Regions from separate parts of the Gossypium hirsutum genome. Here region 2 is linked to region 1. A link is a contact called in public Hi-C data. All regions are on one chromosome and are shown on one strand. The core of a region is the stretch at or near the end of the contact, and the rest is flanking DNA. Distances in the headings are between cores, read along the strand shown.

What was found. A called contact is a pair of places that touch in the nucleus more often than the background predicts.
Region 2: a Hi-C map of leaf shows a contact between it and region 1, with 1.8 times the contacts expected there. The contact joins the promoter of LOC107893142 here to the promoter of LOC107893131 in region 1. A contact is called at or near these places in 2 of 34 Hi-C or Micro-C datasets (both in leaf).

The regions. Positions count from the first base shown.
Region 1 is chrA13:101,738,149-101,743,199 of Gossypium_hirsutum_v2.1, reverse strand. It overlaps LOC107893131 (transcription factor IIIB 90 kDa subunit), which reads left to right and starts at 2,688. Exons shown (of 19, transcript XM_016818052.2): 1 at 2,688-3,196; 2 at 3,292-3,373; 3 at 3,751-3,823; 4 at 4,092-4,180; 5 at 4,275-4,351. The coding sequence starts at 3,135.
Region 2 is chrA13:101,896,154-101,900,839 of Gossypium_hirsutum_v2.1, reverse strand. It overlaps LOC107893142 (probable inactive leucine-rich repeat receptor-like protein kinase At3g03770), which reads left to right and starts at 2,989. Exons shown (of 9, transcript XM_016818062.2): 1 at 2,989-3,946; 2 at 4,201-4,686. The coding sequence starts at 4,302.

The DNA.
Region 1 (5,051 bases), core at 1,439-3,938:
TATTGGCTCGTGATCTTTTGGCAATTCCAATATCGACTGTAGCTTCCGAATCGGCTTTTAGCATGGGTAAGAAAGTTATCACACCTTTGAGGAGTTCACTTAAGCCAAAAACGGTTCAAGCCGTTGTTTGCTTGGATGATTGGATGCGAGCTAAGGGATTTTCAACAGGTAATTATTACTCTCGTTTTATTGTTGTAATTTTATATTATTTTTTATCAATTTGATTATCTAATTATTTATTTTTATTTCATGTTAGAAATTAGTTGCAAGAATGATGATGACGATGAAGACGATGAGGACGATGAGGATGATGAGGATGATGTTTCTTCAATTGCTTTTTAGGTTATCTTTCTTTCTAATTGTTGATAATTTAATTTAGCTTATAATTTATAGTTTGTTATAAAATTAAATATATTGATTGGTTAATGTGTAGATATTCTGGTTGGTTGATTATATTTTGCAGGTTTTTGGTGTTGTTTTGGTGTTGTTGGTGATGCTGTTCTCACTGCTGCTGTTTAGTGCTGTTTTTTTTGTGCTGTTTCGGAGCTGTTTTGGAGCTGTTTTGATGCTATTTTGGTGCTATTTTAGTGCTACTTTTGTGGTGTTTTATTGTTCTTTTGCAGCTATTTATTATGTTATCTGTTGTCGTTTTTAATATTATTTCGATGTTGTAAAACTTTTATTTTATTATTAATTTGGTTATTATTTTAGTTCTAATTTGTTTCAATTTTAATATGACCACTTTTTTATTCTATTTCTAATTTGTATATTGTTTTAAGAAGGCCACCAACAGCCCACTTAAGGAATGATTAGTTTGCGTCAATTGCGTGTATTTGTTATGTGCGGCATGTTTAAGCATTGACTTATAAAACTCGATTTGTTTAACTTATAATAATTAAAACAAGTTAAATTCACTAATTTGCTATCAAGTATACTTGTTTCTCTTTCATTTTGATATTTAAAATATTTTATTTATTTATTTTTTATCATCATTAAAAGAAAACTGGTAATTGTTTTAGGTAATTTAGACAAGAAACACACGCTACATATCATTCTTTTAGCACATGTGTATATAATTTTTTTTATAAAATATATATTGTTCTAAATTAGCTAAAAAACAATTTTAAAACATTATAAAAAAGAAAAAATAAATAATATAAATAATTAAGATACGTTTTAAAAGTTTATAAAAATAGGGATAAATGTATAAAAATAAAATATATCATATGTAAAATATCTAAAAATATAAAAAAATTATCAAATAAACAAGTCTCATTTTTTATTTGTTTTTTGTTTTAATATTTTTAAATGAATTTGATTTATTATATTTTTAAAATTTTTATTTAATGAAATAAGAAAAAAAAATTAATATTGGTCGGGCCGGGCCGGGCTCGGGCCTATCAATTTTGTTTCGGGCCGGGCTTGGACAATTTTTCATGCCCATATTTCGGGCCGGGCCTGGCCCGGGCCTAGAAAACTGGCCGAAATTTTTTATGGGCCCGGCCCGGCCCATGCACACCTCTAATTTAAAGCAATGAGAAACTAACACATGTCGTACTACATGGATAAGTTTGATGATGTGGTATGTATTTTAAAAAATTATTATAAAATTTTAAAAATAATTTTTTTGGTCTAAATTCATTTTGAACATAAAGGTGTTAATAATTCACTTTGTTTTCACTAAAAACAATTATGGTGTTATTAGTTTTAGTTTTTTTTTTCTTGATGGTTATGTACATCACCAATGCAAAAGAGTTTTTTTGAGGATTTCTAACATTGTCATCGCTGTTGGGAAAAGATTTACGTATATCAAGAATGATGGAAGTGAAGAGTTCCATAAGCTAAGAAATTTACTAGAATTTGCAGAAATTAGAGAACAACAGTTGGACAAAATTTCCACCAGGAACCCTTGAAAACTTCACTACTAAAGTCTATGGAGGTCTTACATAGCCCGCATTCAACAACAATGGTTGTATGATGTTTCATACAGATTGCAGGGATGGGCAATTACTAATGAGATAAGAGGGGTACACCGCCATATCTCTTTATCTTCAACTTGGGCCACAACAATATCTCCACAACCATCTCTCAAGATATCGGGAAATTGAAGGGTCTTGGCATTCTTGATCCTTCGTACAACTGGTTGGAGAAGAAGGGTGAGTACATAAGGTCTGGAAGCTGAGAAGAGGGATCCATTTTCTTCAAGTCTTCAATGGCTTTGTTTTAGGGTTAAAAAGGAGATTTTAGGGCTAGTATACTATTCGGCTTATGACAATTTTGTTAAATAAAATTAATGAAAATTATGTGTCAATCATCTAGAAATTAGATGGCAAATTAAAATTCGCACATAAAATCCACTGTTAATGACTTAACAATCAGTGACAATCAAAAATCAAATAATTCAATCTCATTCTATAATATTTTATAAGTAAGTCATCAAAAACAGAAATAATAGCTATATTATTATGTAAAGTTGATTTTAATTACTCTAAATAATTTTTTATGTATTAAAAAAGTATTAAAAGCATGATACTATTTAAATTTACTTTAAATTATTAAACTCTAAATGCTAACTGATTTACATGAAAAAACCATCTAAAAATAAATCCATGTATATTACTACTTAACTGATTTAATGAAATTACTAGTTATCTCATATATATAAGGCGCGCAAAATTGTTACCTCCGTTTATGATAACGGTAAAACTGAGGGTTAGAGAAACACGTGCGCCGTGTTTTCTGCTCCGAAATTCCGAAAAATCTAAAGCTCACCTTGGAGTAGTGTCCTAATTTATCTAATTTCAGTAATTTTTTGGTTAAATTACTTAGTCTCTCTCCCCCTAAACCCTAACGTCATCTCTTAACTGTTCCTTTCCCCAACCCCTCCCAACTCAGTGACTCAGTCACTCTCTCCTCTCCTTCTCAATCTCCGATCTTTTCTTTTGGCCTTTTCTTCTTAAATTTCTTCTTCCAATTATTATTATAGCTCTCTTTTGGTCTAAATTAGTTTGTATAATTGTATAATTAATAACGCTCTTTTGAAAAATTCATACTTTTTCTCTTTGGTTGATGAGAAAAAGGAAGGAAAGGAAATAAAATAGCACTATATTTATTTATTTTAAATTCTGCGGAGGATGGTTTACTGTAATAATTGTTCCAGAAACGTTTCTGGAGAACGCCTTGATGAAGGTCTTTTGTAAGTGATTTTCTTGCTCATAAACAATGTTGGCTTGTTTTTTTTTTTGAGAAAATTTCAGTTTCCTTTTTCATTATTATTGATTTATACTGTAGGTCGTGTTCTTTTTGCGGGAAGGTGTTGGAAGAATACAATTTTGCAACCGAACCTCAATTCGTTAAAGATTCAGCTGGCCAGGTAATGTTTCTTTCTTTATATGTAATTTTTAATTTTGAAACTATGTAATACTAAATTCTAGTGGAATTGTTGTGATTTAGGATTAAGCTAGTTGATATGTATTGTTTCCTAAATTTTGTGCAAAATTGATTGTTGTTGGCATAGACAATTACGTCTTGCTAGCTATTTGTGGTTTCCTAACTATACGATTAAACAAAAGATGAAATTGGTCACTAATCTCATTGTGTCGGATGTATTTTAATTGACTGAAGTGCGCTGAATTGGGGAGTTCAAGTTTTGCTTCCCTTTGTTTAGTTTGTTGATAACTTGATCTTTGCTTTCATGTTTCTGACTCACATTTCTATTAATTTCTATTGCTCATTTCGCTTTGTTTCCAGAGCAAACTGTCCGGAAATTTTGTAAGGTCTGTTCAAGCTATTTCAGATTCACGTAGGCGTACTTTGGATTATGGTATGCTTTGTTAAGTTGCATCTATGCTATGCAAGAAGCTTTATGTTTCTGGCTTTTGATAAAGGATTATTGATACATTTCATCAAATTTGCTCTTTCTGGGTGTTCTGATTTCAAAACTTTTTGACGTCTTTATTGCAGGCTCAAATATTCTTTTATGTGTTATTTCAGTTTGTTGTTATGGTTAAATAATGTGTTAGCATTACAGTGCTTATTACAATGTGACTTATAAATATCTTGTTGTTTGTTTTAATTTCATGGTGATACAGCTTCTGAGCAAATGAGTGGCATGAAGAATGCATTACAAATTGATGATTATAGTGATGATGTTGTTCATACTGCTAGACGCTTTTATGAAGTATGTCTTGTTCTGCCTAACTTTCATTCCAATGCTTGCCGTTTTTGTTTTTTCCCCCTCAATATTTTAAGCTATTTTTATCTGTATTGTGAAGATCGGCCTTGAGCGGAATTTCACTAGGGGGCGCAGATCAGAGCTAGTACAGGCTGCATGTCTTTATCTTGCATGTCGGTGAGGAATTTCTTCTTTCTTAAATCTGTAATGTGGTTACATGGAAATATTGTTGCCTGAACTTGAACATGGTTTGTTGCCTGATTACATGCACGGGCACCTTCAAAAATAAGATTTCACACATAACTTATTGTCTCAGATAGGAACTTACGTATATTGTTGCGGTGAGGAATTTCTTCTTTCTTAAATCTGTAATGTGGTTATATGGAAATATTGTTGCCTGAACTTGAACATGGTTTGTTGCCTGATTACATGCACGGGCACCTGCAAAAATAAGATTTCACACATAACTTATTGTCTCAGATAGGAACTTACGTATATTCCTTAGTTTTTGCAAATTACTTAATTTTGTTGTCTGAAATTTGTTACTCAATGCAAAATTTTGACTAAAATATAGGGTCATGTAGACAGTAGTGATTCTTAACTACTTCAAACCTCTTGTTCCCATTTGCAAAATACCAAGTTTGATTCTTTACGTTCTATCCTTTTATATGGGAAGCATTTGATCTTTGTTCGTTTTGAATCTTACTTTCTGAAATCTGTGCGGTAGTGGCTACTTTTTCCATATTATATGCATAGGATATTTTCTTTGGGATGGATTTATGCCTTTAGATTATCATGTCCTTATATATGCTTCTTGGTCATGGAACTTGTGTGAATTAAGCTTAAGGAAAAGGAGGGTAATATTGTAATTCATACA
Region 2 (4,686 bases), core at 1,740-4,239, 160 kb before region 1:
CATCACTATCACACAGTTCATCTACTCCTATACCATCCATGTTTAAACCATCTAAAGTAACTCTTTTAGATGCATCACTATCACTACCAGACACTTCACTACCAAACACATCACTACCAGACATGTTTTCTTCATTTTCATTAAAATTGTCATCAATTAAACCTGCCAAACAAAGTACTCATCAATAAAGGCAGACAACATAGGCAAACACTTTAACCATTTTTGTCATACAATAACCAATACAAAATACCGAATAATTTAATACAAATACTTCTGTCATGCACATGGCAGACAACAATCAATACAAAAATTAATTTAATCAAACACAACCATTTTTCTCATGCATATGACAGACAAAAATAGGCAATAACCAGTACAATAAAGAAGGTAAATAACAATAGGGGCCTGGATACAAACAATGACAGATATACACAATAAACATCAGTTTAATAATGTATAATTTAATGGCAGATACAAACAATGACAGATATACACAATAAACATCAGTTTAATAATGTATAATTTAATGGCAGATACAAACAATGGCAGATATACACAATAAACATCAGTTTAATAATGTATAATTTAATGGCAGATACAAACAATGGCAGATATACACAATAAACATCAATTTGATAATGACATTCAAACAATGGCAGATATACACAATAAAGATCAGTTTGGTAATGGCATTCATATAATGACAGATACAAACAATGGCAGATACACACAATAAAGATCAGTTTGATAATGGCATTCATACAATGGCAGATACAAACACATCAAAATCAAAATCGAAATAACCTTAAACAATGGCAGACACAATACAGTACACATTATATGTCATAAACTTTAAAAACCAAACCCTAATCTGTCATGCACATTAATAACAAATAAAATCGAAATTGAAATAACCCTAAATCGAAATCTAAATCAACTTCTAATCCTAGATTGAGATTGAAATCGAAATTGAAATCAAAATCAAAATCAGAATCAATGAGTGTTTCAAAATTGTAATCAAAATCGAAATAGAAATCGAAAGCAAAATCAAAATCGAAATCAAATTTGAAATCGAAATATCCCTAATTAACCCTAAATCGAAATAACAGCATTGAAATCCAAAAAATTTAAAACTAAATGCAAGAACTTACCCGTTAAAGTAGATGTAACAGCACTGGTAGCTTCCCTTCTACTGCTCATTGTCTCTGATAATCAAAAACTTCCGGTTCGTCTTCTTTTCTCCCTAAACAAAATAAACCACTCTAAACCCTAAAACTTATACCCTGTTAATCGATTATTGAACCGATTTCTAACCCCAAATCAATTTTCAATTTAGTTTAAAACCTAAAAACCCCAAATCCCGATCAAAATTTCCCAAATAGATTTTCGTTCCCCCCCAAAATCCCCCTAGAGCTAATCTGTTTCTAACCCTAAAACATTAACCCATTAACCCTTCAATTTTTTTCCCTAAACCCGTCCCAAACCCATCAGCCGTCGCCAACGTGGCAAGTTAACTTGCCACATCAGCGGTTAACTTGCCACATCAACAATCCCGTTAATACCCTAACGGTAACTGTTAGTTAGTAACTGTTTTGTCACTTTTTTATAACGTTAGTGACCGTTTTGTTACTTTTTGAAAGTTAAGTGACTGAAATGAAACCTAGGTGATTGTTTTGTCATTTACCCCAAAGTTTGGTGATTGTTGGTGTAATTTACCCTTCAAATTATTTTGTTAAACTTATTGGTGCAATATTTTGAAATTTAAAAAAAAAATTTGCTTGATAGTCATGTAATAAAAAAAATTACAGTTGTAATAATATTGAATTTAACAAAAGAAATTTAGCAGTGTTCACAATTAAACTTAAATTTTGAAATATGGAAAATAAATAAACTAAATACCTTGAACTAAAACTAGAGGGACTAAATTCTAAATCTATAAAGAGTACATGTGCTTAAACCTTTCATAAATCACTTGAAAAAAAACTATGTCATTTTAATTAATGAATTTGACGATCATTGTTTGAGTCAAAATTGAAACTTCAAATTTGAAAAAAAAATATAAAAATTAAAAATGATCAAATTCTCTTTCAAAAAGAAATGAATCAAATTGGGGAATAGACATTAAGTACACAACTAGTGCATTTTATGAGACTAATAGTAGAATTTAAAATTTCAAAATTTAAAAAAAAAAATTAAAGAACTAAAATTAGCCAAATTAAAATATAAAAGTTTTATGTCAATTGAATCTTAGCTCGATTAGCATGAGCATTGTTGCCAATACAGAAAGAAGTGAGTTTGAATATGCTGAAATACATTATCCTCCTAGTTATGGGTTGGATATTAACATGCACATTATGACTAATGCAGGAGTAATTGGATTCGAGTGCACGGAAGTACATTATTCACTTATTTATAGGTAAGGAGGGATTATACTTAATTCTAAGTATTATATAAAAAAGAGTATATTTATGGGTTGAAAAGGGTATCCTTAATTCTAAGAATTAAAACCTATAATAATATTATTAAAAAAATATATAATAACTCTATGAAAACAAAATTAGACATTTTTACTTTTCTGCTTCTGTTGAAGTTTTAATATTGAAAAAATGAAAATTATTTTACAACAACAACTATATTTAAAAAAAGAAAGAAAAAAGAATATAATAATAAAAAGAATAAACATGAGTAGAAGATATTTAAAACATTTTAAAATACAATACGATCCGACATAAGCCATTGCAAATGGGTATACACCATACTACCGACAAAGTCCAAGCTGCAGTGACGAAGCAGCTGAGAGAGAAAAAAACAAAAATGAAAAAATGAAAAGAAAGGCGCCAAAGTTAACAGGCTGAAACATGGAAAAGAAGTGGGACCAATGGCTCAAAATACATGATAGGACACCATTGAAACCCAAACTTCACCCCCCACCCTGACAGCGAAACCTTACATTACATTACATGTTAGTGCTAATCTGCTGGTTAACGTGTTTTTGTTTAAGACATAATTCCTTTAATTAATTATCCAACAACTTTGATTAACTCGAAACTTGTTTGCATGGCAATTCTGAGTTGTGGGGAATAAAGGGTTTGTTTTTCTTTTCTTTTTTTCTCTATCTTTTTGTAGGATTTACTTTTGTTTTCCTTTTTCCTTTTTTGTTTTGAGTCCAGCTATGGCTTCTCTTTAGACCCTTTGAGGGGAAGGAACAAAAACAAGGCTTTTGAAAGAGTATGAAGCTTGTTTGTGAAAATTTCCCAAGTTGGTGTCTTTTAGTTTTTTTCCTTGAAAAAAGAAAATTTGAAATGTCGGTTCCTAGGATTTACAGGTTAGGCTTGGCGTGAAAATTTTGGCTGTTTGCGAAGTTTCTTTTGAACCCGTGTTACTCTCTTGTCTTTGCTTGAAACTGACACAGGTTTTGGAAAACAAGAAATTCTCTAAAATGTGTCAAATAGGATCCACAGGCCCCTGAGTGACTGTTTGGCTGATATTTGTTAAAGTTTTTTTTGGGGTTTTCTTCCTTTGTTTTATTGTGTGGTCAAGGAAGAGTTTTGAGGGTGTACAGTTTTGAAATATTAAAAAATAATAAGCAAAGTGAAGTGGGATTTTGGTTGGGTTGAGTGTGGTTGAACAGGTGAAGTGTGAAATGCAAGTGAAAGTCCATATTCTGAATTTGATTTAAGTTTACTTTGAGAAGTTAAGTTATATTCTGGGGAGCATTCTTTTAGGGATTTTGGCTTGGAATTTCTTCATTTTGAAGTCATAATTATTAATTCTTAAATTGGTCTTTGTGAATAGTTTAAAACTCTCAAGTGCTCTCCTCCACCAGGCAATTTCTGCTCTAAATATATCTTCACCTACCTATTGAGGAGTTTTAGAAGAAAGAGATGCTGTTTTTGCAAGGCACCACCAGTTGAGCAGGATTCTGTTCAGTCTTCTCTCTCAAGGGGTACTCCTTTTATAATCTCTGAAACTAAGTTATAGTACTTAAAATACCACTACATTAAACATGTTTATACAAATAAATTTGAACAAGTTAGTCCTCCAGAAATAATCAGTTTTTTATGGACTAGATTATGTTGGAAGTGTTTTACTGCTGAATATCTCTACTAGAAGGATAATTTTCTGCTAGACTTCAAATCCCAGTTTTTTTTTTTGAGGTCATTTCATTTCCCAATGTTACGATTGTGATACTGTTTGCAGAGCTTCCTCCATGTGAGCTTCAGTGACTGATGGTTACAAGCTACAACTATTTTGAATTGATGTTATCTCTGCAACTGATGCTGATTTTCTAGTGTCCTTGAATGCTCAGTGCTTTTCCCTTAGTGTTGGTTCTATATATACTTCCCATGGCTAAAGGATTCAAGTATCAGGCATTCGTGGTTCTCGGCATAATTTTGCTCTTAATCGATCAATCAGAGCAACTACAATCCTCCCAGACTCATACCCTTTTAAGACTTCAGCTGCTTTTGAATTATCCTGATGTTTTAAGTAGCTGGAATAATTCGGTCGACTTCTGCAATGCCGAACCTACCTCCCAAGTAACCGTTGTATGCTACGAAGAAAGCATAACTCAGTTGCATGTAATTGGAAACGATGGAACTCCTTCGTTACCTAGTAACTTTTCCATGGATTCCTTTGTCACAACACTTGTTAAGCTTCCTGATTTGAGAGTCCTTACATTGGTCT